2 separate regions of the Hordeum vulgare genome follow, and region 1 is linked to region 2. Evidence: chromatin contacts called from public Hi-C data. All regions are on one chromosome and are shown on one strand. The core of a region is the stretch at or near the end of the contact, and the rest is flanking DNA. Distances in the headings are between cores, read along the strand shown.

Evidence for each region. A called contact is a pair of places that touch in the nucleus more often than the background predicts.
Region 1: a Hi-C map of seedling shows a contact between it and region 2, with 5 times the contacts expected there. The contact joins the promoter of LOC123401845 here to the promoter of LOC123403278 in region 2. A contact is called at or near these places in 2 of 6 Hi-C or Micro-C datasets (leaf and seedling) and 1 of 1 datasets of contacts at active chromatin or transcription factors (embryo).

Annotation. Positions count from the first base shown.
Region 1 is chr6H:48,983,382-48,987,072 of MorexV3_pseudomolecules_assembly, reverse strand. It overlaps LOC123401845 (ABC transporter G family member 37-like), which reads right to left and starts at 2,302. Exons shown (of 19, transcript XM_045095701.1): 1 at 1,915-2,302; 2 at 1,141-1,217; 3 at 792-842; 4 at 586-676; 5 at 57-358. The coding sequence starts at 1,146.
Region 2 is chr6H:48,663,923-48,668,029 of MorexV3_pseudomolecules_assembly, reverse strand. It overlaps LOC123403278 (disease resistance protein RGA2-like), which reads left to right and starts at 2,644. Exons shown (of 5, transcript XM_045097233.1): 1 at 2,644-2,902.

The sequences.
Region 1 (3,691 bases), core at 1,053-3,552, 320 kb before region 2:
GAAATATTCTATGACTTAAGATTATTTTTTGACATTTGTGAAGCTAAGATGTTTACTTCTAATAAGAAGTCTGCAATAGCTTTTCTCTGGGGACATCGGAAGCCTAGGGACTCAAAGAACTCAACCACATTCTCTTTGGGCCCTTGGTAGATAACATGCCCCTCTGAGAGCAGCACAACATCGTCGAAAAGATCATATGTTTCAGGTGATGGTTGAAGTAAAGAGATGACAGCTGTAACCCCAAGTATGTGGACCAATTGCCCTAGGAAATTCACTATCTGAAACGCAGTTGAGCTGTCAAGCCCATTTGAGATCTCGTCCATGAATAGGGCTCTTGCTGGACCAATGAGCATTTCTCCTGCAACCAATTAGGTATGTCAAGCATGCATAAGTCTGTTGATCTGTTACTATGAAATATCACAACTACCAATCTGGTATGACAATTCGCTTGTAGATGACCTTCATTTGAGAAACTGAATAAAATCCTCTAATTTAAATACCAAAATCATACAAGTCCTTCAAATAATAACATTTTTTGTTACGGGAAGTTCAATAAGTAACATGGGAGCTTCTTATACAACATACCTATTGTGACACGCTTCCTTTGTCCGCCGGATATACCTCTTGCCATGTCATTTCCAACCAATGTATCTGAACAGATATGAAGTCCTAAGATCTGCAACGACAATAAAGTGCTATCAAATGAAGCAACTTGAATCTCAATTTGTGAACTGAAAGTGTACTTATCAAAGTTGAAGAGCCGCAGAGAACCAAAAGCCCATAAGTCAAACCTGCATTATGTAGTTTGTAACTATGTTGCTCTTGCCTCCGATGGTAGATTCCTACAAGAATGAAACTATGTATTAAGAAACATTGAAACAGTGGATGTTTTGTAAGATAGTACTCAATGTGTCAGAAACTATGTTGATGTGAGCATGTGACTCTAAGGAAGAAAATAAGGTCACTTTACAACTTGGTATAAATGACATATTGTTAGATCAAGTTGCTGGAGCAAAATACTACACTGTTGTTTATGTGACTAAGCGAGAGAAGATGAAATCAGAACATGGTCAATACGACTAAAGAAAATTGCTTCAAATTTTCTTTAAATGTGTGGAAAAGAAATACACATGCTTTCACCTTCATGAACACGTCGATGTCGTGTTCCGGCGTCAGGTTTGCTTCCCTCTCCCTTCTTGTCAGCTCGGCTAACAAATCTGAACAAAGCACGCACGTCTAAGACGCATAAAAAAAAAGGTCAAAACACACAAAATTCACCTTGCATATAGTACGTACTCCCTCCGAACAGGTGTGTAGAGCATGCGCGTATTTCTAGGTCGACTAACAAACACAAGTACACTTGGAGGGACTACTCTTTTATCATCACACAAGAAAAAGGTGAAAACACACAAAATTTACCTGGCATATAGGAGTAATACGTACTTCCCTCCAATGAGGCGCATAGAGCATGCATGCATTTCTAGGTGGGTGAAATCTATTTGAAACCTTAAACTCATAGAGCTCGTCGGAATTGAACCACCAATTCTAAATTTCTGAAATCTGTATTCTGACCTCTTTGATCCCGGGCATTATCAACCCTACGCCGATCCCAGACATGTTTGTCACGATGCTCCCCTCGTTAGCACCTCCAGCAGCCAGTCAGAGACTCAGAGGCCGTGCTCTCAGTCGGCGGCCTTGCTCCACGCGCCCCTCAACGTGTCTAGACTCTAGAGCGTGCGTGCTTCGCCGAATTCCGTCAGTACAGAACTACAGAACGATCAAACTAGCAGGCGTGTTTGTTGCTACGAGTACGTGAGCTAGCTCCTCGAAATACATCCACACCTGCCTGCCTGCTTCAAGCCAGCTTCTACGCGAAAACGTTGGAATACACTGCTTAACCAATCAATTGAGCACCTTGGTGAGTGGTCACCGGGTATTCGCCGCGGAGTACTCCAGTCGAGCACCTTGGTCACCGAGTCCATGGCGCGCCGCACCAAGTAGTTGACAACGATGTGGTTACCGAGGGGTTCGGGCACGAAGTCGAGCAGGTGGAGAAGGAGTGCTCCCTCCACTCCAGCCGCCCAACTGTCCAGCCGCTTGTGCCGCTACAGCCTCTCCGCGGACCGTGCCCGGCGAGATGGGAAGGAGGATAAGGCTCGCAGCTCGCCAGGGGCGGGCGAACGGCGCGATGTGCTCGAGCGGTGTTGGCGGCATGGAGGCGCCGTTGATGGCCGCGGCGGCGCAGTTGAGGAGGAAGTGGATGAGGCAAGGGCTGTACGCCTGCAACAGTGGCCCGGTGCTGATTTGAGGAGAGAGAGAGGATGGGGATTGGGGATAAACGATGGATATGAGATGTGGGCCATGGACATCAGTGAGAGTAGACTCTGATCTCGGACGGGATGCATGTGTTTCCAGGTGTGCCAAACGGGAGATCATATCCTGTGCACCGATCCAATTTGTGCATCCAATGCATCAGTTGATTGTGGACCCTTAGGCCTGTTTGTTTAGTCCCAACTAAAAAGTCTCTAGTCCCTATCTATTTGTTTTCATTGACTAAACAAGGACTAGAGATCATTAAATGACATGTAAAAAGACCATGTTATCCCTAGTAATATACTACTCCCTCCGTTCCAAAATAAGTGTCTCAACTTTGTACTAGCTCTAGTACAAAGTTGTACTAGGCTTGAGACAGTTATTTTGGGACGGAGGGAGTAGAAGTTATTAAATGACATGTTAAAAGTAGGGATAGTGTTGGAAAAAGTGCCAAAATAAGTCCAAAAAGACCCTCCCATAAGGACTTCTTCCTTTGGTCCCAAAAGTACCCCATTTTAGTCCCTAAAAGTCCCTCATGTTTGTTTCACATGGGACTAAAAAGAATTTTTTTTGTCCCTACACCAAAAAGTCTCTGGAAACAAACACCCCCTTAGATGAAGGGTTCTGATATTACTCACACGTGTGGGTGTTAAGAATGTCTTGCCACATGTCTCAATGTGGTGTATAAAAGAAACAGTCCACATGACTACGTGTGACCAAAACTGCTAACGTCCACACGTCCGGCCTCCTGCCTCGCGATCCGCACATCCAGCCTGTCACTTCGCGGTCCCGCGTGCCACTGCAACAATTGTCATGGTTGATGAACCATGGCAACTGTTTGTTTAACTGCAGTTAACATGTCTTGACAACTATAGTTGATATGGTTGCTCAACTGCAGTCGTCATGTTTGAACAACTGCATTGTCATGTAACACTGAAAAGACATGGCAACTGACAGGCGTGCGGGCATGTGGACGCGCGATGGCAGTTTTACCTAGTTGCCATGTAACACTCAAAAAAACATGGCAACTGACAGGCGTCTGGGCGCACGACGACAGTTCCCCTCAGTTGTCATGTAACACTGAAAATACATGGCAATTGACAGGCATGCGCGCACGACAGTTCACTCAGTTACCATATAGCGCTGGAAAGACATGGTAACTGACATGCACATGAGCACGGCAGTTCTACTCAGTTGACATGTAACACTGAAAAGACATGACAACTGACTGACATACGGGCGTGTGGGCGCGACGCCAGTTCCACCACACGCCGGGTTAGCAGCCGCGAGCTCTGCGTGCGCGAAACAGGCGTGTGGACGAACTAATAAACGCCCATACACCAACCCCTTCCTACGTGGTACAAAAAATCTGCCAATT
Region 2 (4,107 bases), core at 1,395-3,894:
TTTGGGACCAATTCATTTAAAGCAAATTGCCATTGCTAATAACAAGCTCTTAAACAAAATATAAGTGAAGAACGAGAGCACAAGTTTCTTTTAAACTTTCAACTCTGAAAATAATATAAGTGAAACAAGAGAGGATTTCTTCAAAGTTTCTACTAACTCTCAAAATAATCTAAGTGAAGCATGAGAGCATATTATTCTAAATAACAGCACCACCGTGCTTAAAAAGATATAAGTGAATTACTAGAGCAATTCGATCAAACTACTCTCAAAAGATACAAGTGAAATCAATGAGTAGTCAAACAGTTCAGTAGCTATGTGAAACCTCTCTCTCAATAAAGATTATGAGATATGATATTTTATTTCAAACATCAAATAAAATGAAGTAGCTATGATATTTTACTTGGGGTGCCCTGGGCATCCCCAAGCTTGAGCTTTTGTATCTCGTTCAATCCTCTCATATCATCGTTTCACCTAAGTCTCAAACACTTCATCCACATAAAACTTGAAAAGAACTCGTGAGATAGGTCAATACACATAAAAGTAAATCAATATGTAATAATTTTAAAACATTAGGTACTCGTGAGATAGGTCATATCATCGTTTCACCGTGCTTTGTAATAATTTTAAAACTTGAAAAGAACTCGTGAGATAGGTCATATCATCGTTTCACCGTGCTTTTGTAATATTTTTAAAACATTAGGTACTGTATATTATAATTTCCACAATTTATATCTACCAATATAAGCTATGAAAACTATATGATAAGTAGATAACAAAACTATGACAACAATCTATCTAAACAAGACAGTGTGTAGCAATCTACTTAAAACTTGTACTTATGTATCTCAAACAATTATGAAAATTTATGACATGGTAACTAATTTGTACGACAGTACTGTGTAAAAATTTCATAAACTTTCCACGTTCTAGTAAAATATGATAATTCAAATACTACAACATCACTTCTGTTGTTGTACAACACACATCACACATGCAAATCAAACATTTTAAGGGTAATTCTTATAACTTTTTAATGAGAAACAAGATTATGAATATCATCTAACATAGAACAACAAAATAAAATGACGCTTGATACGTCTCCGTCGCATCTACTTTTTCAAACACTTTTGCTCTTATTTTGGATTCTAACTTGCATTATTTGAAGAAATGTGTGGTTGGGAAACTCATATTCAGTTGCAAGATGATTTTATTGAGCATGTGTGAGATCATGTTGGCAACCAATATGTGTATTTTGTAGACAATTTAATTTTTATTGGGCTTGTAAAACTTTTCTATATTTTATTTTCGGTTGTGAAACTTCATTTGCTTATAAAAAATATGCAAAATGTTTATATTTAAAAATCGACGACTAGCCGGCCACCCAGGTAAATATGGATCGACGCGTTGGGCGCGCTGCCAACCCAAATCATAGACCGGGCGGACACAGAGCCGACGGACGACCCAAATGGACGAGAAACGGAAAAAATCATCCTCCGTTTGGGTCGACCAGTTGGAGTTGCTATAAGGGACCATCTGGATACGATTGTAGGCGTGTCCGAACGCCAAGTATAGATGCTTTAAGATATTATATACTCCCTCCGTTCCAAAATAAGTGTCTCAATTTTATACTAGCTCTAGAACAAAGTTGTACCAAGCTCGAGACATTATTTTGGGACGGAGGGAGTATATTTTTTTTGAGAGTTGTTTTCATTCATATCATGAATCAATACAATGAAGTTGACCCTTACAAGCACACTGAAACACAAACATGGAGGACCTTGAACACCTAGAGTACCTAAGACAACCATAACAAGAGGATCTCCGAAGCCCTGTGTCATCATCCCTGAATCTTGAGAGAAGACCCCTGCAGCAGAAGGATCTGCAACCAGTCGTAAGCAGGTCATCATCTTCGACCATGGTACAATTGCCGCCACGCTGTTTCCTCCTTACTTGACACCAACGCTAAAAGGGCATGGACATCAACCCAACACACCTGCAACAACCGTCGTCATCTTTGGCTTTGAGTACCGCGAAAAGTGTCCCTTTCGGAAGGAAGAGAACTCGAGTCATCCGACCGGTCCAGCACCACGGCCGGGCCATCCGCCCAGACAAAGAAGGATCTCCCACCAGCATCAGCGCAGAGGAAGGAGAAGAACATCATCAGCAAATCATACCAACAAGGAAGAAGAAGGGTCTTCGTCTCCCTGCATCCATCGCCCATCTGAGGACCCAAACGGCCAGTGCCAATGGACCTCCAGCCACCATAGCCCGCGACCTCGACGAGATCCGGGGATTCCCAACCCCGCTGGCTCCTAGACGAAGGCAAAAGCCTCGCCTGACCGTGAACGGAGCCGGAGAAACTTATTCCGACGCAACACCACCGCAACGGCCTTGACGGCGTCTCCCTCCCCCCTAACCCTACCACACACCCACCTAGCGAACAGACCCGAGGTTCCCCCTCCCTCCCACCGCCGGAGCGGCCGACGGAGAGAGAGGGAACCGGAGGCGTCACCGGCGGCGCGCAAGGGAACCCTCGTCGCCTCCCTTGAACGCTTCGTGCGATCCTACTTTTCCGGAGGAGTAGGAGGGAGTACATTTTTTTTTAAAGCATGCTCTAAGATATATAGAGATTGTATCTTTATCAACGTGCGGGCAATCGTGCGGACGTTCTAATAGTACTTTCATGGATGTGCTCGTGTATGGATCTGGTGGGTAACGGATGTGCTCGTGTATGGATCTGGTTCAGCTTCACCATCCACAAACCCATCCAAACCCGCACCATTGCCATCGTCGCCCCGGATGCGCCGACGGGCCCGTGGCCGCCGTTCAACCGCGCGAGCTGAGTAGCCCTGTAGCCGCACCTGCTGTGTCGCAGCGCGCCACTGCAAATGCCGGTGCCCAGGTACTACAAGTAATGTTTTGTTCTAAGCAACCGTGCGGCGATTTTGATTACTCGTTCCTCTTATTACTTTTTTTGGGCTACTATGTACAAATTGGGCGAAGATGATGATCCTTTTTTTTAAAAAGAAGATTGCGAGGCAGATACCTGATTCGCTAGATCAGATATGGAAGGGGGCGGGCTCCAATTTTCTGCAGCAGAACCACGCTAAATTAGTTCTTCTTTTCCTGACAACTCAAACGAATCTGTGGTATATCTTCCAGATTTTTTGGTATTAACATCAATAGTAAGTAACTGCGCTTTCTTTTCCTTCTGTTGGGATTGCGTAAGGGATGTCAGAAGTATAATACTGCTGATTATCCTTCCATCTGTATCATTATCGCCCGTATTGGGTTGAAAGAGCACCACACCACTGCCCTGTTCGTATTGGGTGTAATTTTTGTGTGCTCTCCCGTATTTAGTCTTTCTTAAGAGTGCAAATTGCGTACCAAATTTTTATAGAAGGCAGAAATATGTGACAAGAATAGCTAGAATGCAAAGAAACCTATGGTACCGGCTAGCACCATAACACCGAATGAAAAATACAAACTAATCTCTCACAAAACTATGAAAAACACCTTGTTCCGGCAGATCCCCAATTCTGTCTAACCTCGTCAAGAATGAGGTTGACAGATTGAGAGGTAGATCGCTGCTGAGCCACGTTTCTATATACTCTCGCATTCCTCTGTTTCCGCAGGCTTCCGCGCAATAAGAATGCTTAGTGAATCGGAACTTTTCCTGGTGGTCTTCGGAAGCGGCTTTCGCGATCTGAGCCACCAACCCTCTAGGTTGTCATCCGTATTTAGTTAAAACACCCCTATTCTTTTCAGGCTTACAGCTACTAGGAAGCAGGGGAATCAGAGGTATAGGGAGGCCATCCCTTTGACCGAGAGCTTCATACTTGTTGAGCCACGCATAACACAATTTGCAGTCGCAAGACTCAGCTAAAACAGGCCAACTATATGCAAGTTGCTACTTTTATATGCAAATGGATTGCTCTCTACCTCTGGAGTAGTGCCTAGGCTTAAAGAAAGTTTCATTAAACTGCTCCATCTAGTGCAGTTTCTGACTTTCTGTCATGAAAATTAAATAGGCACTACCTCTGGAGTAGTGCCTAAGCTTAAAGGGGGTTTCAATGAACTTGGTCATCTAGTTCAATCCCTGTCATG